Linked DNA regions of Pan troglodytes: region 1 is linked to region 2. A link is a contact called in public HiChIP or PLAC-seq data. All regions are on one chromosome and are shown on one strand. The core of a region is the stretch at or near the end of the contact, and the rest is flanking DNA. Distances in the headings are between cores, read along the strand shown.

Region 1 (6,042 bases), core at 1,603-4,102, 260 kb after region 2:
GGTGAAGAGTACCCACGATATTGGAAGCAAGGAAAAACTGGATCACATTTGTATTTTTGACAGGTCCCGCTGGAGCCAAAGTGTGTGGGATGAATTACGGGAGGCTAAAGGGGTTCACTCAAAGGGTCTTTCTGAGGCCTTGATTGGTGCCTTTTGTTCTTGTCCTCATTTCTTTTCACAGGCCTCAGGGGCTCAACCTATTTCTTTTTCCTTTGATACTTGCTACCATCTTCTCTGTCCACTGGGGTACATTTCTCCACAAAGCTCCCTAAAAAGTAGGACATATGTGCCCCAGCTCCCCATATTCTTATGCAAAGGAATTTTTATTTTAATAATTTTATTGCTATTACTGGAATTCACATAAGGGTTAATAAAAATGACTACAGCTATTTCAAGTAAGGTTCTTCGTTGCATTAGTAATGGCAACTGGAAGCTCTGATGGCCTTCAGCCATCAGATCCAATGGGAATGAATCTATGAACAGGGAAATGGACTTACATAAAGAGATGGTAAATGACACCCCCTTGCCATCATTACTTTTTTTGTTGTCGTTCAGAATGTTTTGATCAGGAGAGAAAATCCATTCCCTCAGATGTTTGAATTAGACCCAGATGTCCCCTTCCCTTCATAGATCATTTATTTTCTTCTCCTTCAGGCCTTATTCCCAAAGGTCCAGTTAAGGCGGAGCTCTGTATAAAGGGAGGTCAGGCACCCAAAGTGTGTATCTTAACTGGCGCATGGTTACAAAGAGTTCTTTGTTGTGTTGGGTTAGTGAGGTTCTTCAAGGCTGAGTTGGGAAAATACTGTCCTTCAAAGTTTCTTCTCTTTTTTGTCAAATTATTTTTTTATTTACTTTTTTTTTAACTTTTTTTTTTTTTTCTGAGTTGGGGACTTTCCAGTCTTTACTGAAAACTTTTAAAAATTTGTATTTAGACAAATTCTAAAAGACCTGTAACACTAGTTTCTTCTCAACTGATTCATAAATATCTTCCAAAATAGTTTGTTGAGTGGAGAGGATAAGACAAATTGATAGTCATTGTGGTGGAGTAGCAGGCAGAAGAGGAAAGCAAAGGGTTAAATAGATTATTATAGTTGGAGCATGAGAACTCTGGTAGTACTGCTGACATTTTCTTTGTGGCATTGACAGGTTTGCTGCCAGTGCACAAAGATGTTGCTTAAGCATTGGAACCATACCTTGGCTTCTAGGTAATACAACGGAGTTCTAACCAGAGCCTTAGATGAGGGTTCTGAAGCTAGATGTATATCCACAGTCTTTTGTTTCTTGAATTAAGAAATGTATTATTACCAAAAAGCTCACTGTTTTTTTTTTTTTTTTAAAACTTTGCTCTGGGTGATCTAGGGACCTGTTTAAGGGATTGAAATATCAAAAGGGCTTTTAGGTGAGAAATACTCTGCTTAGTTAAATGTGACATTTTTCAGCTTCTCTGAGGCAAGTGAAAAAAGGCACTTTTCCCCGTAAGAAAAACTGAAAGCCTTATGCTCACTTAATCATATAACCAGCCATAGAAGGTTAATTCCGCTAAGGAAATAGGACTTTTTTTCACTCATTCCAAAATAAATTTGATCTTTTACTTTGTGCTGTGGTCTAAAAGTGTTGGGTATGTAAAATCTAGTTCTAGCTTCAAGAAACTTACAGCCCAGTGGGAAAATACAGAAAATCATAAAATATCAAAGAATATTTCTTTACAGTGAGTAGCTCAAAGAGTAAGAGGTTAATGCATGTCTCCAAGTCTGTCTGGGGGGGATAAAAAAGGCTTTCCTGAAGAGGTAGCATCTAAACAGAGACGTGGTGGGGATTCTATGCAGAGTAACCAAAGTGTGCAAAAGATTTGAGAATCTTGGCCCAGTTGAGGAACTACCTGTTGAGCCTGTTGGGAGTGTATAGGGCTGGAAGGACGGCTAAGACCAGACACATGAACAGCAGTCAGCAGGCTAAGACCAGACACATGAACAGCAGTCAGCACTCCAGGAATTCTGTGTGCCATGTACGTTTTTAATACTACTCTACTCTAGAGCCATTATAGAGTTCTGATTACTCCACATTTGACTAAAGATACCATTTAAGGCTGTTTAAAGCAAATGCCCAGGTAATAAATTCTCAGAAACATCATCCCTCTCTAATCAAGTCTCTCTTGTCAGACATGGCGCATTAATTCATAGAATGAATCGTTCGTAAGTCAAACGCGCGGCTGTTAAAGCTAGGGAATTCCTAGCCGTCTCAGGTGGGTCATGGGAGGAGGTGGGCCAGCAGTTTCTTACGTCCAGGCTCATAGTCGGATAGTTGAGCCTTACATTCCTCCTCTACCCCTCCACAATAAACTGAGGGTTATGGAGGCAACGGATGCGGAGGGCTTTTAGGGGCCAAGCATATTACACAAGGAATTGAATTGCTTATTACCAGAGAGGCTGACCTTTGGGGCTTTACAGTCAAGAATTTTGTTATCTCTCTCCTCCCACCTCAACCTAATTCTTTGCAATTTTTTTCAGCCTTATGTCCCCCAGGATTCCCTTTTCATACTTCCTGCTTTTTTCCTCCTTTCCCCGCTTCGTGCAGTGCTGGCGCCTGGGGCCTGGGGCTGCACGGGGCGCGCACCCGGGCTATTGCTTTGCTAACAATTCCATCCTTCTCTTTCCGTCATTCCCTGCCAGGTGCTGAGTTTCTCCCTCCCTCTCGGCTCGGTCCCTCCCGCGGCTCGCCCCGGGGCGGGCGTATCCAGGAACTCCAGGCGGACGCGGCCACGAGCCACTGCCACGTCGCCGCCGCCAGCAGTCCAGCGCCTGCGTGGGCTCGGGGGGCGGGGCAGCGCTGGGAGGCGGGACTTGCGCGTGAGCGGCGCGTGAGCGGTTCAATGGGGCCTACCGGCGGCGGCGCGCTGCGCGCCGAGGGGCGGGGCCCGGCGGCGGTTGCTGGCGGAGCCCGGGAGGCGGAGAAGGCTGTTGTTACCTTGGCCGTCGCATCCCCGAGGGAGTCGTGTCGGCGCCACCCCGGCCCCCGAGCCCGCAGATTGCCCACCGAAGCTCGTGTGTGCACCCCCGATCCCGCCAGCCACTCGCCCCTGGCCTCGCGGGCCGTGTCTCCGGCATCATGTGTGGTAAGGGGGGCCGGGAGCGGGGGGCGTGTTGCCGGGCGGCGCTGGGGTGCGGTGCGGGTGCCGCTAAGGCCCAAGGCGACGGGCGGAAGCGGGAGTGTGGAGGGTGCGAAGTCTGGGTGATGGGCAAGGGGCGCCCAGTGGTGGCTGCGGGGGCGGGGGCCGGCATCCACGGGCGGGAGAGGGGGTGGCGGCCGGGAGAAAGGCACCTGAGAGGAAGGCGGGCCCCCTTTGCCGGGGGCCAGCGGGCGCCTTGGCGCGGAGAAGGAACCGAGAGGGGAGAGAAACGCCTTTATTGAAAAAGGAGGAGAGAGCTGGGGGAATTGAGGTGTGGAGGGGGTTGCCTTCAAAAGGGCCCACCAGGTGAGTGAGGCAACCTGTGGAACCTCGGGCGAGGTCTCTTGAACTTACCTTGCATTTTTCTAAAAATCTTTCAAAAAATATTTTACTTGTTTCTGGGGAGGCCCGGTAGAAAACAGACCCTAGCTAGAGCCACGGTAGTGCCATTAAACGTGATACTTCCTGCCATCCCTTGTCTCAACAGAAACCATTGCTAATCAATAACTTGGTTAATGGGCTTAGACCTGATCCTCTGGTGGAAGAGGCCTTCAAATGTCTGTGGCGATAGGTTATACATAATTTATCATTTGCGTGTGCACCCATTAAAAATGCCAGCTCTGAAAAATATCAGTTATACCTTGGATGTATACCCCTTTAGAATACCAACTATGAAAAATATCATTTACCCCTTGCATGTGCATCCATTAAAAATACAAGCTATGGAAAGTTGAACAAATATCTTTCCTAGAGCCTTAAAAAATTAAGGTTAGGCTCTTTTATTCCATGTTTTGAGAGTCGTTTATTATGACCTAAGTGTTAGTGAAAGAGACTTTGAGAATCGTGTCTGACATGACTGATATCTTCTAAAATTGGTGTTAACTTGGCTATTGCCAGTAAAAATAATTGTATTCTTACCTTTCTTATTGAAATTTACAGCCGACTTTATCCCTGGAAGAAAGTACACTTTTTTTTTTTTTTTTTTTTAAAGGGAAGTACCATTGTAAGAGAATTGAAAACTCTCTGGGAGACTTCTTATTTGCAGCCTTTTACACGAAGGAACTGAACAGGAGGTGGATTGTACTCGTTAGTGTATATATTTCCTGTATTTAACTTTATGCTCATTTCAGCTTCTGAAAATGAGGAGCAGGTTTAAATTTAGAGTAGATTAAAAAAAAACCCACATAAAAACAGAAACACCTATAAATAGCTTACTGAAATTATTAGAGTAGAGCTGACTTCAGAATCAGACTTTTGCAGTGTCTACTTAGTAGAATGGTTTTGCATTTAGTTTGGAGCTGTGAAGTAGTGAATTTGCAAACTGGTCAATCTCCAGTGTGCTTCATTTGGTAGTTAACTGTTCCTGAATGATGAGGGGTGTGCCTCATCAAGTACTCAACATTCTGGTTGCAGGTCATTTCATCATGTTCCAAGAAAAAAACGTAGTCAAAGTACTTACTGAAAAATAAATAAATAAATAAATAAATCAGCGCTGGGCGTGGCGGCTCCCGCCTATAATCCCAGCACTTTGGGAGGCCGAGGCAGGTGGATCACCTGAGCTCAGGAGTTCAAGACTAGCCTGGCCAACATGGTGAAACTCCATCTCTACTAAAAATACAAAATTAGCTGGGCGTGGTGGTACGCGGCTGTAATCCCAGCTACTCGGGAGGCTGAGGCAGGAGAATTGCTTGAACCCAGGAGGTGGAGGTTGCAGTGAGCCGGGATCGCGCCATTGTAATCCAGCCTGGGCAAAAAAGAGCAAAACTCCATCTCAAAAATGATAAATAAATATAAATAAATAAATCAGATATGGAAATCAGGTTCAGATAAGGGAGATACATTTAGGGTGGAGACTAAATGTTGGGAGTTTTCACATAGTTTGTGTCTCCATTCCATAGAGTTTTACTGCTGAGGAAACAGGTATTGAAGAAATAAAAAGTGAATATTTGAGGCATTTCTGAGGTCCTGCTTTTAAGTCATACCACGGTTTTGCCTGATTCTAGGGATAGGGTTCAGAATTTATTTTCTCTCTAATGTAAATTCTGAAAGATAAGAAGATGAGTGTCATTATTTTCCTCCCACATCTTAGTCATTGAACTAAAATTCCTGAGCAGAGAAATGGAGTGAAAATTAGATGGGAAAATCTGGAAGCTTACTTTCTGATTACTTGCTATCTAGTTAAGTTTTTCCCTTTCTTTCCTTTCTTTTCTTTTCTTTTTTCTTCCTTTTCTTTCTTTCTTTCTTTCTTTCTCTCTCTCTCTCTCTTTCTTTCTTTCTCTCTCTCTTTCTTTTCTTTGTTTTTTTTTTTTTTTTTTTTTTTGAGACGGGGTGTCTCTCTGTCGCCCAGGCTGGAGTGCAGCGGCATGATCTTGGCTCACTGCAGCCTCTGTCTCCGGGGTTCAACCTCCCAAGTAGCTGGGATTACAGGGGTGTACCACCACACCTGGCTAATTTTTGCATTTTTGGTAGAGGTGGGGTTTCACCATGTTGACCAGGCTGGTCTCCTGACCTCAGGTAATCCACCTACCTCAGCCTCCCAAAGTGCTGGGATTACAGGAGTGAGCCACCTTACCCGGCCCTAGTTAAATTTGCCTAAAAGATTATTTTATTTCAACGTTGTACAATGTTGAAGCAGAAGAATGAGGATTGAAGATTCTGATATGCTTTTTTTCAATCAGATATACTGATAAAATTGATATGTTTACCAGCTTGTATTGGGATGTTAATAAGTGTTAGGAAAAAAGATCCTATGGTCCAGTAAATTTGGGAAGCAACATATTAAATCGCGTGGTAATGTTTTGTTTTGTTTTTTGATTGGAGGATTTCTTGGAATCTTTAATGTATTAATAATAAGCATTGAGAATCTCCCAGAGAAG
Region 2 (6,439 bases), core at 360-2,859:
CCTCAGACAAAAATCTGGCCTTTTAAGGAAAGTGCAGAGAACATGCCTTCGTGGGCTTAGTTTGAGGGAATAGGGGCTGCATTTCATCCTGGAGATGGCTACATGAATTCGTGAACTGAGGTGACAACACTGACTCTCTCCGGAAGAAAAGATGCTATCTCTTCACGGAGTTTAATTACAATGGCACTACTTGAAACAAGCTGCAGCAGCAGCAACAACAAACGCTACTGTTAGCCCAGTCACAGCTCAGCTCAACATTCAGATTAGAGAAAGCAAGAACCATTTTTTTCCCTGGGACACCCTTCTCTACTCAAATACCCGCTGAAAAAAAAAATTCTGAGACAAGCACTAGGGAGTGGGGAAAGCGGGCAGAGATGAACAATAACCCATATTCAGGGGTTAGAAAAATAATATTAATAAATCATGGTAGTTTTTTTGTTTGTTTGTTTTTGGCAGGAACTTGCCACTCTTCAGCATCATCCATCAGGAAATCTAGGGTCGGAAAAGTGTACCAACTGACCTTCCAAATTTTCTGCATTTGGTAGATGCAAATCACACAGTCCATCCCCGCCCTCAGCACTTGGACGGTATCAGGGAAACATAAGTATCAGTGGAAGAATCTTGAAGTGAAAAATAAATAACTGGTCAGGTTAGGGTTAGTGTTCTTGTGTGCAAGGGAGCTAGTGAAGTTTAGGCTTTGATGCGCACCCACAGCGTCAGCAAAGGAGGAGGAATTAAGGGACAGCATGGGCCGAAAAGCCCCCGAGTTTTGAGGTCAAGCCAACGGGCTGGGTCTCCGGTATCCTAGGATCTGCCCTGCACACAACCTTTGGCAGTTTCTCGGTTTGAATCTCGCCTGTACATTTCCAGACGAGACACTGTCTTACTGAGCGTTCTCACAGCGCCTAGCTCAGAGCTGACCGCAGAGCCGGCTCTCAATAACATCTAGACGCAAAAGCAGCTTTTGAGGTTAGGGGCGGAAGGGCATCGGTTTTACTTATTTTAAGGCTGGAGCTCGGTGCAGCCGGATCCAACTGCCAGCACAATGTTCCCGATCACTTCTCGCTTCCATTTCAGCCCAGGAGACGTCGGGAAACCCACAGGACCCGCTAGGGGCTAAGCGGTTAAGCCGCGTCCTCCAGGTGTCAGTCTCGATCCGTTCGGAAACCACAACCTCCAGAATCCCTTGTGCCAGGAGGCCAGGCCGCAAATAAGATGGCTCCAGAAGGGTGGAACATACAGCAGGGGGGGAACTTAGTCGTTGGCAGTTTCTTCACGGGATGTGTTTAAATTGCCGAGTCCCCACATACGCGCCACCCCACAAATCTCCTTCGAGGCCGTGGAGGCCACGGCTGCCGCCTCGCCCGCTCCTCCAGGAGTATGCTGGGATTTGTAGTCCAGCAGCCGGACTGGGCCGAGCTACCTTTCCCAGCTTGCCCTGCGGCTCGGGTGATATCAACAGTCTTTTCCAGAACTCTGTCTGCACTGAGACCCTCTTCCCCCAGTCCTCTTCTCGCGGTCGACTCCTTCCCATCCGTGGCGACAGAACGGCGGTTACAGGAGAGGCCCCGGTCCCTCGCCGCGCCGCCCCGAGGGGCACTTCCGGCGGCGGTTCACTTCCTGGTTGGGTGGATGGAGCCGGGCGGGAGCGCGCGCGGGGGAGGGGCGGCGGGTCAGTCTCCGCCCGGCGCTCCCGGGATCAGCTGGCGGGCGGGCGGGAGCCGAGCGCGGCCCCGGCTCTCGCTGCAGCGCCGCCTCTTCTCTGCGTCGCAGGCCGGCCCGGCGGCCGTGACAATGTCGCGGGGCTGGTAGCAGGGCGCCGGCCGCCGAGCCGTCTCAAGTGGGTGCTGCCAGGATGCCGCCTCGAGGGGCGGCGGGGAGACCCGGGAGGAGCGGGAGGCAGTGCCCGGGAGGGTCGGCGCTGCCGGGGCAGCTCGGATCCCTCCTTTCTCCGAGCTCCCGGCTCGGGGGTCCCGGGTTCTGGGGCCGGGGTCGCGTTTTCAGCCCCACGGTTTTTCTCGCCGGGAAAATACATGAAGCGTTTCCCCAGGATGATGGCTTTTGCTCCCCCTAGGACTCAGCGGTTGAATTTTTAAGCGTGTTACTGATTCATCCTCTCTTTCTTCCTCTGTCATCACAGGTTTAAACTTACACGAATCGCTTTCTGGAGGAGGAGGGGACCCGCCGCGCGATTGACACGCATATTCCTATAGGCATCCTCCCTCAGCCCCCACCCCCACGGCCGGATTCGGGTGGCTCCTCTCCGAGGTGAAATCCGAGAAGAAATCCTTGGATCTCTTTTCTTTAAAAAAAAAAAAAAAAAAAAAAAAATCTAGAAACCATCGGTATTTTGCTTTGCTGCTCCCTATTCGCAAGATGAAGAAGTTTTTCGACTCCCGGCGAGAGCAGGGCGGCTCTGGCCTGGGCTCCGGCTCCAGCGGAGGAGGGGGCAGCACCTCGGGCCTGGGCAGTGGCTACATCGGAAGAGTCTTCGGCATCGGGCGACAGCAGGTCACAGTGGACGAGGTGTTGGCGGAAGGTACGGTGGGGCTCAATGCGCCGTAAATTAAAATCTTGTGCTGATGCGGCAATACTGTGGTTTCTAGTTGTTGCATGTATGAATGGGCTTTGACCAGTTGACCCTCCCTTCCCCCTTCACTTGCCCTGTGAGTCATTGTCCTTGAGAGATTTAAAATTGAGATTTGAAAGTGACTGGGCTTATGGGGGTGTGGGGAGGTTGCCGAAATTGTTTACGTTAGTGGCCTTTTATTTTTATTTTTTTAATATTGAGAAGCCAAATTTTGAGGATCACACAAGAAAACGTATGTGTGAAAGTGTAAAGCTTTATGCCAAAGGCAGGGTGATGGGCTTGTCATCCTCCTAAAACTTAAAATCTTGATGTGAAGGCTGAAGGGTGGGGGGACTTTTAAGAAGAGAGGGGTTTCTCCTTCTCCTACCCAACTTTCCCACTTCCATGAGCAGGCATTGGAAGGAAGAGAGGATTTTTGGAGAACGTGAACGTGTTTTTCCAAGGGCCAAGGCTCTTGGTGGATTTCACTAGTAGATTTGTTTCCTGACCCAACTGTAATCAGGTCCCCAGGTTATAGCAAAGATAACAGAAATTACATAAAACAAATGTGGTTATTTTGAACTCAGTCTAGTAGGCCCCTCTTCCTTCTCGCTTTAGGTTTTGTTTTTTGTTTTTTTAATCAAAAGAAAAATTACTTGAGAGTGGCTCTGATTTTGTTTTTTCGCTATCAGAGAGGATGTTATTTAGATCTGCTGCATAAATTCCCTCTGTGTTTCATCTGTGTGTCTATACTCACGTAGATATACATCTTGATTCCCCCAGGCTTTCGGGAAATCTTTGCATGTCTCTTTTGGTAACCTTAACCTCGACCTTCATAATTATGCCAGACTCATAGTTTTCACAGCCCTTCGCCTGCCTAGTGTGCTTTTATTTTTAATAAAAGCAGCAATTTCCTTGGCATGAAGCAATTCAGACTGATTGGATGGGGCCAGCCTGCTGTAGGTTGTGTTATAGACCGAGAGGGGTTGGAAGAAGGGAGAGGTCTCTCTTATTGCAACATGGTGATGGTAGGGAACAGTTTTATTAGCAAGGGAAGAGAGAAAGCGAAGAGGCCTCTTTAAAAAGGGGCCTTTTGCAAGCTAAAGTTGAAGCAAGGGTCCTGACCTGGGCCTGGGAAATGCTTACCATGGTGGATGTTGCGGGCTGGTGGGTGGGTTTGGAAGAGGAAGAAGCTGTGTTTGGCTCTCAGCTTGTGTAAGCACTGGATTCAGCAGGGCCCAGTTTTCTGGGAATAGAGTTGAAGCCTGTACTTTAAAAACATGATTTTTAAAAAAGATCTCTGACAGTTAATGTCCATGTGAAATTATTGCTCTTCCAATCTCAGTACTGTTCTAGCTGCGCTTTATCTGGGGCCTGAGTCACTGTCCCCTTGGATCTTTCCCGTGGACTTTGGTGCAGGCTAGGAGATGCTTCTGTGCCCGCTGCCAGATCCGCACCCTTGAGTCTGATCTGTCTCTTTCATCCCTGTGCCAAAGCCCTTAACTGCAGTGGGGTGGAGAAACAGTGAAAAGGAGAGTGTGTCAGAGAGAAATCAGGAGAAACGAAGGGCCACAGAACACTTTCCTCCCCTCTGAATGGCCTCTGCTGACCTTATAGCCCACGAGCGTTTTGTTCAGCTAGGATGTTGTCTCATCACGGATGATGCTGTCCTAAGCGGTGCATGTTCTCCAAGTGTGAGAGGAGTGATAGGGAAAAGAAAAGGCAAAATTGGTCTTTGTTACCTAGGCTGCCTTCCTCTTCTCTGGGATTCATCTTTGAGAACTGCACATCACGTATTGTGATATTTTTACACAGAATTTAGGACTTGTAGCTCTGCATTTATTCATTCAACAGTTTATGGAGTTGCCTGTGAAGTGCCAGGTGCTGTGCTAGGCTCTGGGGGTATACTGTTAAACTAGATGCTAGCTTTTACCAACTGCTTTAAGAGATGGAAAATAGCCAGTTATAGTGGATTGGTAAATGCCATCATAGAGATAAACTTAGGGTGCAGTGGCCCCCAGTTTTAGGGAGCCCAGGATCATTTTCTGAAGGAAGTGACTGAAGAGTGAGTAGGAGTTAGTGTGGTGGCATCATGGGCAAAGACAGAGTAGCAAGAGAGAATGTCACGTAAAACTGGGTCTGGCTATGCGCCCTTTTTGTGTTCTTTGGCTTAAGTTGAGTTTGAATTTGTGGCTCTTAGAAGTATGTAGATATGTAGGAGCCAGTATATAAAGTATTTATGTAGCACCTACCAAGTCCAAAGACCCTATGAAGTTCTGAGATGGATGAGGGAGGTCTAAAGTGTGATTGACATCTGCCTTTAAGGATCTGCCAATGAATTTGGGAAGATGAGGCATACATTCACACATACAGTAGCATGGTTACCAGCACTGTCTGTAGAGTCAGTCAGATCTAGGTTCAAATTCTGGATCTGTTCTTTACTAGCTGTGGAACTGTAGGCAAGACATTCCAAACCACTCTTGAATCTCTGTTTCCCTGTGGCAGTGGTTCTCAAAGTGGGGCATACTTATCACCTGCGAGCTTGTTGGAAATGGAGATTCTCAGGCCTCACTATGTAGGCTGTGGGTGTGGGGCTTAATAAGTTCCTGGAGAGATTCTGACGCAAGGTCAAGTTTGAGAACCACTGCTTAATGGGCTGGTCATGAAGATTAAATGAGGCAATATATATAATTAACATTTTCAGGTGTTCAATAAATGGTAGCCATTACTTACCAGCAACGTTATACATCATATGTATATATGTGGAGGGGGAGAGAGAGAGAGAGAGAGAGAGAGTGTGTGTGTGTGTGTGTGTGTGTGTGTGTGTGTTAAAGGGGAGTGGGAGCAATGTGAAAGCTAGTTGAGCTGCAGCAATCTGAAGCAATTCCTTTCCCCCATTGTTAGGGGACAGAGCCAGATGTTCTTTGCAGAGTCCTCACCAGCTCCTTAAAGGCTTAACAGACGTTTTGGATAGCCATGCTCCTTCCCTGGACTCTCTTCTCTGTGAGTCCCCGAGTGCTGACTTATCTACAGTTCCAGCCAGAGTTGTTTAAGGACCACAGGAGTTGTACCCTGTGTGCCCAGAGCGGTGGCTAGGCAGTTTAGGGAGGAGTGGTGTGAGAAGCTTCAAAACACAGACCAGATTACCACCACATTCTGCTGATGATCTCTTTTTCTCTAGCGTGGGTATTGGTCTGTGCTTTTTCGTAAGGAATTGCAAGAACCCCAAGGAGCAGGTGCTGGGTAAGACAAAAAGATGTCGCACTGCCATACCTCCCCTGGTAGCATCAGCCTTCCTGGCCTGGTTTCACTAACTAGTCCAGCAGGGGCTGTTTGGGGGAAGTGAAGGCTTTAAGTTATGAGTTTAGAGGAATATGGCTATTTCTAGGCTGGGTGCCAGGGAGAATATTTTCTTTCTAGCTTTCTCAGCTAGATGAGAAGCTATGCCATGATGAGAAGCTAAATCATGTCTAAGTTAATGGGCATATGATATCAAGGGAAGATTTGGTTTAAGCTTCCAGAATGAGCTCAATGGGAAAATTGGAGCAATGTTCAAAGAAGGATTGAGAAGCTGTGCTTTTATCATACTTCCTTAGCTATACGAGGACTTATATCTAAGCTTTAAACAATAAATGTTTATTTATTACTGTGTTGAAGACAACATTCTGGAACTATAAGGTGGACTAGATGGCTCCTCAGAACAGCTTTCTAATTTATATTCAAGGAATCCAGGTCCAAGGCTGATGAGAAGTACCAAATGTCCACATCAGTAAACTTTGATAATTTCTCCTACCTACAGAGCAAACTAGTAAGGCTTAAAAATGTGTGTGAAATCACCAAAAATTCCATTAAAGGCACATAATATGTTGG

Evidence for each region. HiChIP or PLAC-seq counts read pairs in DNA pulled down with a chosen protein or histone mark.
Region 1: an H3K4me3 HiChIP or PLAC-seq map of stem cell-derived excitatory neurons shows a contact between it and region 2, with 2.3 times the contacts expected there. The contact joins the promoter of GFPT1 here to the promoter of ANXA4 in region 2. A contact is called at or near these places in 1 of 7 Hi-C or Micro-C datasets (stem cell-derived neural progenitor cells) and 1 of 1 datasets of contacts at active chromatin or transcription factors (stem cell-derived excitatory neurons).

The regions. Positions count from the first base shown.
Region 1 is chr12:53,351,440-53,357,481 of NHGRI_mPanTro3-v2.0_pri, forward strand. It overlaps GFPT1 (glutamine--fructose-6-phosphate transaminase 1), which reads left to right and starts at 2,853. Exons shown (of 20, transcript XM_063789764.1): 1 at 2,853-3,112.
Region 2 is chr12:53,096,095-53,102,533 of NHGRI_mPanTro3-v2.0_pri, forward strand. ANXA4 (annexin A4) reads right to left here and starts at 1,610. Exons shown (of 16, transcript XM_016948681.4): 1 at 521-1,610. It overlaps AAK1 (AP2 associated kinase 1), which reads left to right and starts at 1,658. Exons shown (of 17, transcript XM_054678473.2): 1 at 1,658-1,840; 2 at 2,141-2,539. The coding sequence starts at 2,377.